Regions from separate parts of the Arachis hypogaea genome. Here region 1 is linked to region 2. The links are chromatin contacts, called in public Hi-C maps. All regions are on one chromosome and are shown on one strand. Each heading gives the region's core, a stretch centred on a gene start, on an enhancer-like site or on the middle of the called end of the contact. The rest is flanking DNA. Distances are from core to core; before and after follow the strand shown.

The links. Hi-C and Micro-C count contacts between places; a contact is called where the count stands out from the background.
Region 1: a contact with region 2 is called in a Hi-C map of leaf, with 1.9 times the contacts expected there. The contact joins the promoter of LOC112742000 here to the promoter of LOC112741999 in region 2. A contact is called at or near these places in 3 of 8 Hi-C or Micro-C datasets (leaf and an unstated tissue).

What each region holds. Positions count from the first base shown.
Region 1 is chr14:39,058,022-39,062,855 of arahy.Tifrunner.gnm2.J5K5, forward strand. It overlaps LOC112742000 (probable sulfate transporter 3.3), which reads left to right and starts at 2,436. Exons shown (of 13, transcript XM_025791211.3): 1 at 2,436-2,961; 2 at 3,275-3,323; 3 at 3,437-3,644; 4 at 4,148-4,319; 5 at 4,639-4,704. The coding sequence starts at 2,653.
Region 2 is chr14:38,628,901-38,633,940 of arahy.Tifrunner.gnm2.J5K5, forward strand. It overlaps LOC112741999 (protein ESMERALDA 1), which reads right to left and starts at 1,949. Exons shown (of 10, transcript XM_025791210.3): 1 at 1,188-1,949; 2 at 53-122. The coding sequence starts at 1,574.

The DNA.
Region 1 (4,834 bases), core at 1,186-3,685, 430 kb after region 2:
AAGCACAAACTGAACAAGCCAACATTATAAGAAAAAAATAATGAAAATAAATAAGAGTGGTAAGGTGTGTGGTTTCTTATTAGAATCGTATGATATAAGGATGAAAAAGGTCAATATGATTGTAACACTGCGTGCATTGCCGATTAGAACATTTAAAGCACATATACAAGTGTGCCATGGAATCGGCTACATTGCATTACAACAATTATTACTTTGCTTTCATTGCATGGGGACCTTGCTTCTCTAAGAAAAAAGAGGGAAACATAACCAATATTATTCTCTTAGCTATGTGTTTTAGCTTTCATTACACAATTACTGATCTATGAGGATGAGAGAACAAAGTGTCTTCATTCTTCAATCAATATACTTTTTGAAATGTTGTGTTACACTCTCTCTTCTATATTAAAGATAAGTGTTTTTTTATTATTATTTTTTAGAGAAAGAATCTGTTATGTAAGTCCAGTTGATTTACCGTGTCGTCTATCGATATTTTCTTATTATACATAATGAATTTTATTAATTTAACTATTAAATTTCAATATCTCATTAAATAAATTAATTGAATAAAATTTTATAAAATTTATCATTGATTTGATATTTTGTTGTAATATTTTATTATGAGAAATATTAAATAAACAAATTTTTATAATTAAATCTAATTAATTTTTTTTGTTATGTCTCTGTTTTTTCTTATTTTTTTAATTAAAATTTTTAACCATTAATCTTTAAACTACTAAATTAACTTAATTGAACTTAGTTATCAAAATGACTTAATTATTATGACGTCATCTAATATTTTCGCTTTATTTTTATATATATTGTAGTTGTAAAATTAGAATTGAATACGACTATTAGATTACACATTTATTGATATCTGGATTTCTAAAATTTTGAATGGTTATCATAATAATATATATAACATAATTTTACATTTGAGTTGATGAAATTTATCACCTCAATGGTATAAATCAATAAGACTTACACTTAGTGTAAATGAATCCTCTCTATTTTTCTATTTTTCACAATTATTCAATTCATTACTCGTTCAATTGTAAAGGAGAGAGGGTTGTAGATAATTTGATACATTCATATAAAATTTATATAAATACACTCTTATTAAAACCAAAACTGTTACTTATTGAGTTATTGAAAATAAACCTCCACGTTCTATACGGCAACGTTTTTCCAAACGCTGGTAATTCATTTTGCAGCAGTTTAAAATTGTCGTTAATTTCTATAAAAACTGCCACTAAATTTCATTTTTTTGTAGTAATAATATTATAAAAAGACTATTTTTAATTAATATTAATTAATTTTTTTTAAATTATTTTATTTATCTTAAATTTTAAAATTTTTAAAAATAAATATTTTTAAAATTAAAAAGATTAGCTAATATATTGACTAATTAAAAATTAATCTCTTATATACTTTCTCTATTAATTAATGATAGCACGTAAAATCATAAGGAAAGAATCACGTCATGTTGGTAGGAATAATGTACTGTGAGGCACATAATCATAATAATCCTGCTAATGATGCGCTGATGGAGCAAATTGTTCGAGGGAAAGTTGAAAGTTACAAAGTGATGATGATGATGATGATGATTTGATTTCATTCTTCATCAACTTTGAACATTGATGAGAGAAGAGAGAAGACTCCATTAGTCAAAACTCGAAAGTGATTTTGGAGATTCAAAGATAGACAAATGAAAAATGTTGTGGGGCCTTAATATCATTTATTTTTTGTGGTTATAAATGATATCTATCTATTGCATATATCCATGTACATGTTTGAGTAAGAGGCAGTAGTAAATTTTAATTGGACAGTAGCTAGTATAGTGTTAAAAGAAAAAAAGAATCATTTATAATTAGGTTATAATTATTTTAACGCACTAACAATATACGATTATTCAATTATATTTATGTATTTAGATTATTTTTAAATAATATATTTAAAAGTTAGTTGCTCTGTTAATATGATAATACATAATTAAATTTGTATAACATTTTTTATATTAATAATATATAAAAATTAAATAGATTTAAACGTTTAGTAAAACTCAACTCAAAAATTAATTCATAAAATAATTGATATTTCACATTTATAAATATTTTAATAATAATATTTTTGAGAGACATACAACTTATAATAACAGTTAAATTAAATTTAATTAAAAAACCAAATAAAATTTATAGTTATAATCAAATTTATTAATTATATATCGGATTCACAACAAGATATTTGTGATTGATTTTTATATTTAAAAGTATTTTTTTATTACTGATCATTATACCAAACAGGTAAATGAAATGTGAATTAAGGACTCAATTAAGTTACCTCACATACACAACGTTTTGGCATATACAACACTATTATTTTCTTTTCTTTTCAATTTCTGAAACTATTATTGTATGTTTATTTGTTTTTATCCTTTTGTACTTTAGTAAACACAGGGTGCGATCTTGTTTTTATTATAGCGGTCTTTGTTTGTGTTGATGAATGGGGTAGGTTGAGGAACTCTCAAATAAAAAGGAACCAAACCATTTCTCTCGAAACCCACATATATATACATACCCCTTACCTTAGATAACATATACATACATCAACATTATTATTATTATTATTATTATTATTATTATTGTGTTATTCCTAATGGAACATAACAATAACAACAATATTATTTTGCATTCTCATTGTGTAGAAGTGGCAATGGAAGAAGTGCACCATGTTGTGGCTCCACCACACAAGAGCACCTTCCAGAAGCTCAAGGCTAGGCTCAAGGAAACATTCTTCCCTGATGATCCTTTGAGGCAATTCAAGGGACAACCTTTGAAGACCAAATTTGTTCTTGGAGCTCAATATTTCTTCCCTATTCTTCAATGGGGTCCTAATTATACCTTCCAACTCTTCAAATCTGACCTTATCGCTGGCCTCACCATTGCTAGTTTGGCCATCCCTCAGGTTAGGCACTTTGCATAGTCCAAATGTTCTTTCTGTCTCGTAAACTATTTCTCCTAAAAGCCTAATAAACTTTTCCATAAAGCTACATGTAAATTTGACACGTGTTTTTTCTTTCTATTTTTTTTTTAATGTTTGAAATGTAAATAATGTACACTCTCATTTTAATTTGTGTATTATTCACATAAATAATTTTAAATTGAAACTAAATTTTTATTTAAAATAATATAATAAAGTGTAATCAGGATTGAATTTTAGACATTTTGTGTTTATATATTTTTTTTATTGAATTATGGATTTTCCTTTTGTTATTCAGGGAATCAGTTATGCAAAGCTTGCAAACCTTCCTCCAATTGTGGGACTATGTAAGTGTATTATTATTGATTCTTGTTCCGCACAAGTTGTGCTATGATGGGGGGTGAGTTGTTATGTTATGTTGGTTGATTTTGGCATATATTTTTGTTGTTGTTTATTTTAGATTCTAGCTTTGTTCCGCCACTTGTTTATGCTGTGCTTGGAAGCTCAAGGGACCTAGCTGTAGGACCAGTTTCAATTGCTTCTCTTGTTCTTGGATCCATGTTGAGGCAAGAAGTGTCTCCAACAACAGACCCTCTTCTCTTTCTTCAGCTTGCTTTCACTTCTACCTTCTTTGCTGGTCTCTTTCAAGCTTCTCTTGGGATTCTAAGGTTAATACATTAATTAATAATCACTTTTTATGTTTATTTGCACTTTTCTTCCCTTTTTCTCCTTTTAATTTCAATTACAATTACTAGAGTTATTACTTATCACTTATTTAGACGCACAAAATTATTATAAGATTTTTTTTAGTAAGATACACACGTGTCTGTCATGTGTTTTGTCAGACACGGTAAAATATATAATTTTAATTTTATAAAAAAATAGTAATAATTATTACATATAATTAGTAGTAGAGATTAAAAAAATATTACAAAATTGATATTTTGTTTTTTATTTTTAGTATATAGATGAGTGTAAAATGTTCAGGGGGTCAAAATATTTCTGAAATAGTCCAATTAATTGTATTGCAAATCGTTATAGTAGGATTATATTATTATATATCATATCATAAACATAATATATAATAATTATTGGTCTTGTTATCTTTAGTAATATTCTTTTCATCTTTCCAAATTTCTCAATTATACTACCATAATTATATTTAATGCAGGCTTGGGTTTATCATTGACTTTTTATCAAAGGCCATACTTATTGGTTTCATGGCTGGAGCAGCTATAATTGTTTCACTGCAACAACTTAAGAGCCTCCTTGGAATCACACATTTCACTAAACAAATGGGCCTGGTTCCTGTTATGACTTCTGTCTTTCACAATGTTCATGAGGTTAATTAATTAAAATATACATATATATAATTATATACTACTCCTTTTATATATATTACAAAAACATAATGCATGAACACAGAGAAAATAAAAAAAAATTATATACACTATTTTTATGTATTTTTGTATAATTTTCATTTTAATATTAAAAATAAATGATAAAAAATAAAAGAAGACAAAAAATTAAATAGTACAAACATTATTCCTCCAAAATAATATACATATACACACAATACCACTTGCATTCATAAACAATGGTATTTGTTTCCATCTATATTGTGTCTCAAAAAGTGATTTTTGTGGTTTTATTATGTGGCAGTGGTCATGGCAAACAATACTAATGGGAATTTGCTTCTTGATGCTACTATTACTGGCAAGACACATTGTACGTTATTTAATTTCCCTCCTATTTTTATTTTTCTTTCTGCTATGTAATTTCTACTGCCAGAAATTACTGTATGCTTACAAAATACATTTGAAGAAAAACTTCTCTTATACAATAACTTTTCCTTTAC
Region 2 (5,040 bases), core at 699-3,198:
GATAAAAATGGAAATGGCATCATACACTTGAATAAATATAAGCATATTTTACCTTGTGAAGATCTGTTAACACATGGTTTCCACTCGCCACCTTTATATGGAATCTTCCAGATTGTTGATATCTGAATGGAAGTCACTAGGTCGTCACACAAAGTAGCCATGACAGGATAATAGCAAAAACAACAGAATAGAAAAGACAAAAGAGAAAAAGAAGGGGGGGACTCTAGAGTATGAAGATCTATAAAGTACTCAGAAGAAAATTAGATAACAGAACAGTTTCAACTTTTCAAAAAGATGAAGATAATAATTAGATAAGAAAGATGCCTGATATGAATCAAATGTCCTATATAGCCAATGCAAAGCCACAAAAAAATTAAAAGAAATGTATTCCTTCCTATCTATATTAATAATGACCTAAGTCAAGAACAAATGCACAGCATAACTAACTAGTTGTTTTCTTATCTCAAAATGCCTAATAAAATACATGCTCGGCCCAATAAACCTCCCAAGTCCCACCATGAGAAAACTTCTAACACCATCACAATCACAACATTCATACACAGATAATTCATCAGAAACAGCTCCCTAGTAGCCAATTAGCCATTGGCGAGATCACATGCGAAATGAGAGGCTAACTAGCTGTCTAGCTCAATCTCTTATTGCGTAGTTCATCAATCAGTAACTCACCTTACATTCAAACTTGTGGTAACAAAACTTCATAAAAATGCATCAGAAAGCTTAAAGGCTTCCTACCCAGTCACACTAGCAAATCAGCAAAACTTGTCGAGAAAACAACCAAGCAATTAACTTATTAACAACAAATACACTGCATAACTAGTCACAAATAATCAAAAGCTACAGTCAAATTCTATATCCAAAGAAAAAAAAAAATATATATATATATATATATATATATATATATATATAAGCATATCGTTCAACATCCAAAATATCAAAAAACAAAGCATTATAATAATGCATCACTATCTCCGTTTCCATCTTCCTACTCTCCAAATTCTCTAATTCCATAAAACACAACACACATATTCCATCTCTCAATACCAAAAGCAAATCACAACTTAACAAACAACAAATCCCATCCAGAAATAAGAAAACTCCAGTACAGATTTGAAATCCATTGAATGCGCAAAACAAATTGAATCCGAGCAAGGGTAACAAACACTAACCGCATCTGCAGAAGAATTATCAGCATCCATCTCAGGGCGAAGCCTGGCGTAGAGCTGAGGGCTACGGTAAACGGAGCCTGGCGCAGGGCGGTGCTTGATGACCGGAACGACGTCGAATGAGGCGGAGCCCATGTAGAGAAGCATCCCTGAGATGTAGATTAACGGCGCGAAAAGGAAAACCCCTTGCCGCCGCAAAAGCAGCGAAAGAAACGACCACGCAAGGCGCTGCGCGGCGGTCCGGCCAACCCCTCCGCCGGCGCCAGGGTGTCCCGGAGAAAACCTTCCTGTTTTGGACCTACCGTGTCGGAGCCTTGGTGATCGCAGTGGTGACGGCGGCGGCGACGGCGATGAGTGGCCACTGCTCGGTAGCCTGTTATACGCGTGCATTTAATTTTTGGGAATTCAAAAACCTCTCTTTCTCTCTACATCACAAAACTCGCACCTCTCTCTATCTCTTTTTCTCTTTAGTTTCTTTTTTTTTTTCTTTTTCTTTCTTCTCTCTCTACCCTTCGAGATAATTAAAATCCAGAGGGTGGAGAGACAGAGGAAGGGCAAGGGCTAGCAATGAAACGGCGGCGTTTTGGGTGGTCAGAGAAAGAAAGAAAGACTATACGGCACGTGGGTTTGGCTGGCAAGCTTGCTAGCTAGGCTGGGAATACAACAACAATGCCTTCGCAATTATGCAGTTTTTGTTTGATGAGAATTGAGAAAACAAAAGTATATTTGTTTTTGATGTTTGATTGAGAGCGATAGGCCTAGCATGCACCTTCTTGCTTTTTTTTTTTCTATTTATCTTTATTTAATTATTTTTTTTAAAGCAAAAATTCAACACAATAAAGTAGAATAAAACAATATAAATGTTAAAACAATTTTTTTTAATTTAAACCCTTATTATTATTGAGACTTTTTGTGTGACGGTATAGTGCAGGTGCGTGAAGGAGGTTAGATTATAATATAGTAATAAACTAATAATAAATTAATAATAAGAGTAATAGTAATGTGGGGGTGGTTCAGATCAGAACAATGTCTTTCTTGCTTTCTTTGTGGGTGTTGCTCTCTTGAGTGTGGAATGGGAAATGTGGAAACCACTTTGGGATTTTAATGCGTAGCTTTCATTTCGTGCCCAGAAGATAATACAAAAAGGAAAAAGGGTCATGATTCTAGTTTTTGATCTTCCAACAATTGAAGAAAATGAAAGTTTCATGACTCATGTCCTAAGTTGCTGATGCCAGCTCATTTAGTTTTCTCCTAAACTTATTGTCTATCTTTTTCTTTTAAATGTATTTAGCCAAACTAAATTTATATTCTTCTTTTTTTTTTAAATAAAATAAAATAAAGTTTACTGTGTCGTGGATATGTTTATGTAGATATATTATGGTCAACATGTCTTGGAAAATTGTTCGACTGCAGAATTTTCACAAGTTTTTTTATATATAACCAAAACCTTTTTGGATTAACTTCTTTTAAATTAAAAAAGTAAGAATTTAATTATTTTTAAACTAAAATAGTAAAATTTACGTACAATGAAAATTATAAATTTAATAATAATTAAATTTTTACTTTTGTTTTATTTTATCAATTAATTGTTTACTTTAGAAGAAATATTTTTAGAAAAATTTTCTAATAGTAGAGTAACCAAAATGTGCGTGTTTAATCCTATGCGAAATGCGAGCCATACTTGAAAATTATACAAAATATTTAGATTAATTTAAAAGTTAATATATTTTGCAGATTAAAAAAAACAAAAATATTTTATAAACACAAAAAAATATATATTTATATATATTATTTCACGTAAATAATTTTTTTGAGTTAATCTTATAAAACGTGATATTCAGAGAATCTATTGATGTGAAATATGTATTATTTTTTGTGTTCATATAATGTGATTTTATGTTTTAAAATATTTTTTATATGTTTTTTTATACATCATATTTTACAAAATTAATTTAAAAAATTATTTAGTTATCTTATATATTTTTTTAACAAAAATCAATCAATAAAATAATTAAATTATTCTATATTAATATAATAAATTTTTTGTATAAATACCAGATATATATGAATGTAATTGTTGGTGGCTGCTTTTTTTTAGATAATTCACTTTGATAAACTAAAATAACTCTAATTTTACGTGTATTCTTTAAATTTAAAAATATTACGTAATTATTTCGTTTCATATTCTAATGTAAATCAAATTTATCGAATTCGAATTAGGATTGTTAGTACTAAATTGAATCTATTTGATTCAAATTATTTGATTTTGTAGTTCAAACATAAATCAAATTCAAAGAATTCGAATTAGGGTAACTAACAGTAAATCGAATGAATAAGTTTCGATTTATATGGCCAATTTAGTTCCCTCTTGATAAATCGAATCCGTTGAAGTCGATTTACAGTAGGCTGGTATTGATTCGAATTTCGCCCATAGTAAATCAAAACAAACTGTTTCAATTTGTCACCCTCACTAAATTGAATCTAATGGCTTCGATTTATTGCCGTTGAGAGTCCATGGTAAATCGAAACTAATGAAGTCGATTTACTTATAATAGGCCTATATATAGAATTTGAATTCAACTATTTCGAATTACAAGCAACATTCGAAACCCCTCTAACCCCACCACAAAGAACCCTCCTCGAAGATTTTGGAAAGAAACCCCACAAAATTCAAATTTGTACATATGGAGGACAATCCAAATTGTATCTATCGGTTAGATGGAGTCGCACATATTGCTGGTACTATCCATGAAGAAGTTAGTGAATGAAAATTTTTGTTTTCAACATAATGTAATCATGGAAGTAATGTTAACATGCTTTTAATAGTAGTTGTTTACAGTCCTTAGTTAGGAATTAGAAAGTTAATTTTTACAATATAATTGCTGGTTAGAAGTAGTAAGCTATTAGTTGGTTAGATTTTGAAAACTTGAAATGCTACCTAAAATTGTTAGTTAGGTTAGTGATGGTAGGCTATGTTAGATTTTTTAAGTTATTTATTTTATATTCAGCGAGAAGTAGAATAGGAGTAGGATTCACTGTAACCAATTGTTGCAGTCATAATACTGATTGAGTATTGCAATATGTTTTATACATTGAAGATAAATTTTTTTTTTAGGGCAGTAACGTACTTAAGCCCATTTAGTTTTACCGTTTTTTCTTTTGTTTGAACGTGTGAGATTCTATGTTTGGGTTTAGCTTTCAATCGAACACTGTTTTATTATGGTTTTAAAAAAAATTTGCTATCGTTGTGTAGTCCATCGATGTATTACCAGCGTAAGAAGGCAACACAGTACGCTCCTGGATGACAGGATCGTGCCGTACTTACAGATGGCCGAGTTATACTATCTTGTAAGGCTGAACGAGACTTGGTTTAGATTGATTGAGCCACTAGTGAGAACATTCATGGAGAGATGGCGTCCAGAGACGCATACTTTCACATGTTGTTCGGAGAGTGCACAATCATGCTGCAGGATGTAGCGTACCAATTAGGTCTTCGATCGACAGTCAGTATGTCAGTGGATGCCTCACAGACTTTGAGTGACATATCAAAGGTGGCCACCCAGCGTGGGCATGGTTCGAGGATCTGTTGGGTGTTTTACCTCCCACGAACTGCATCGACAAGTTCACGGTGAAGTGCACTTGGGTGCAGGAGATATTTAGTGAGCTTCTGCAGGGTACAAACGATGAGACGGTTAGGAGGTATGTCCGAACGCATATCATAATGCTCTTATCGACGCAGCTATTCAATGATAAGTCTGGTACACGTCTTCACATTCGTAGGCTACCCTATGTGGCCAGGGACATGGGTCGATATAGTTGGGGGTCTGCTACTCTGTCATGGTTATACCGGTGCATG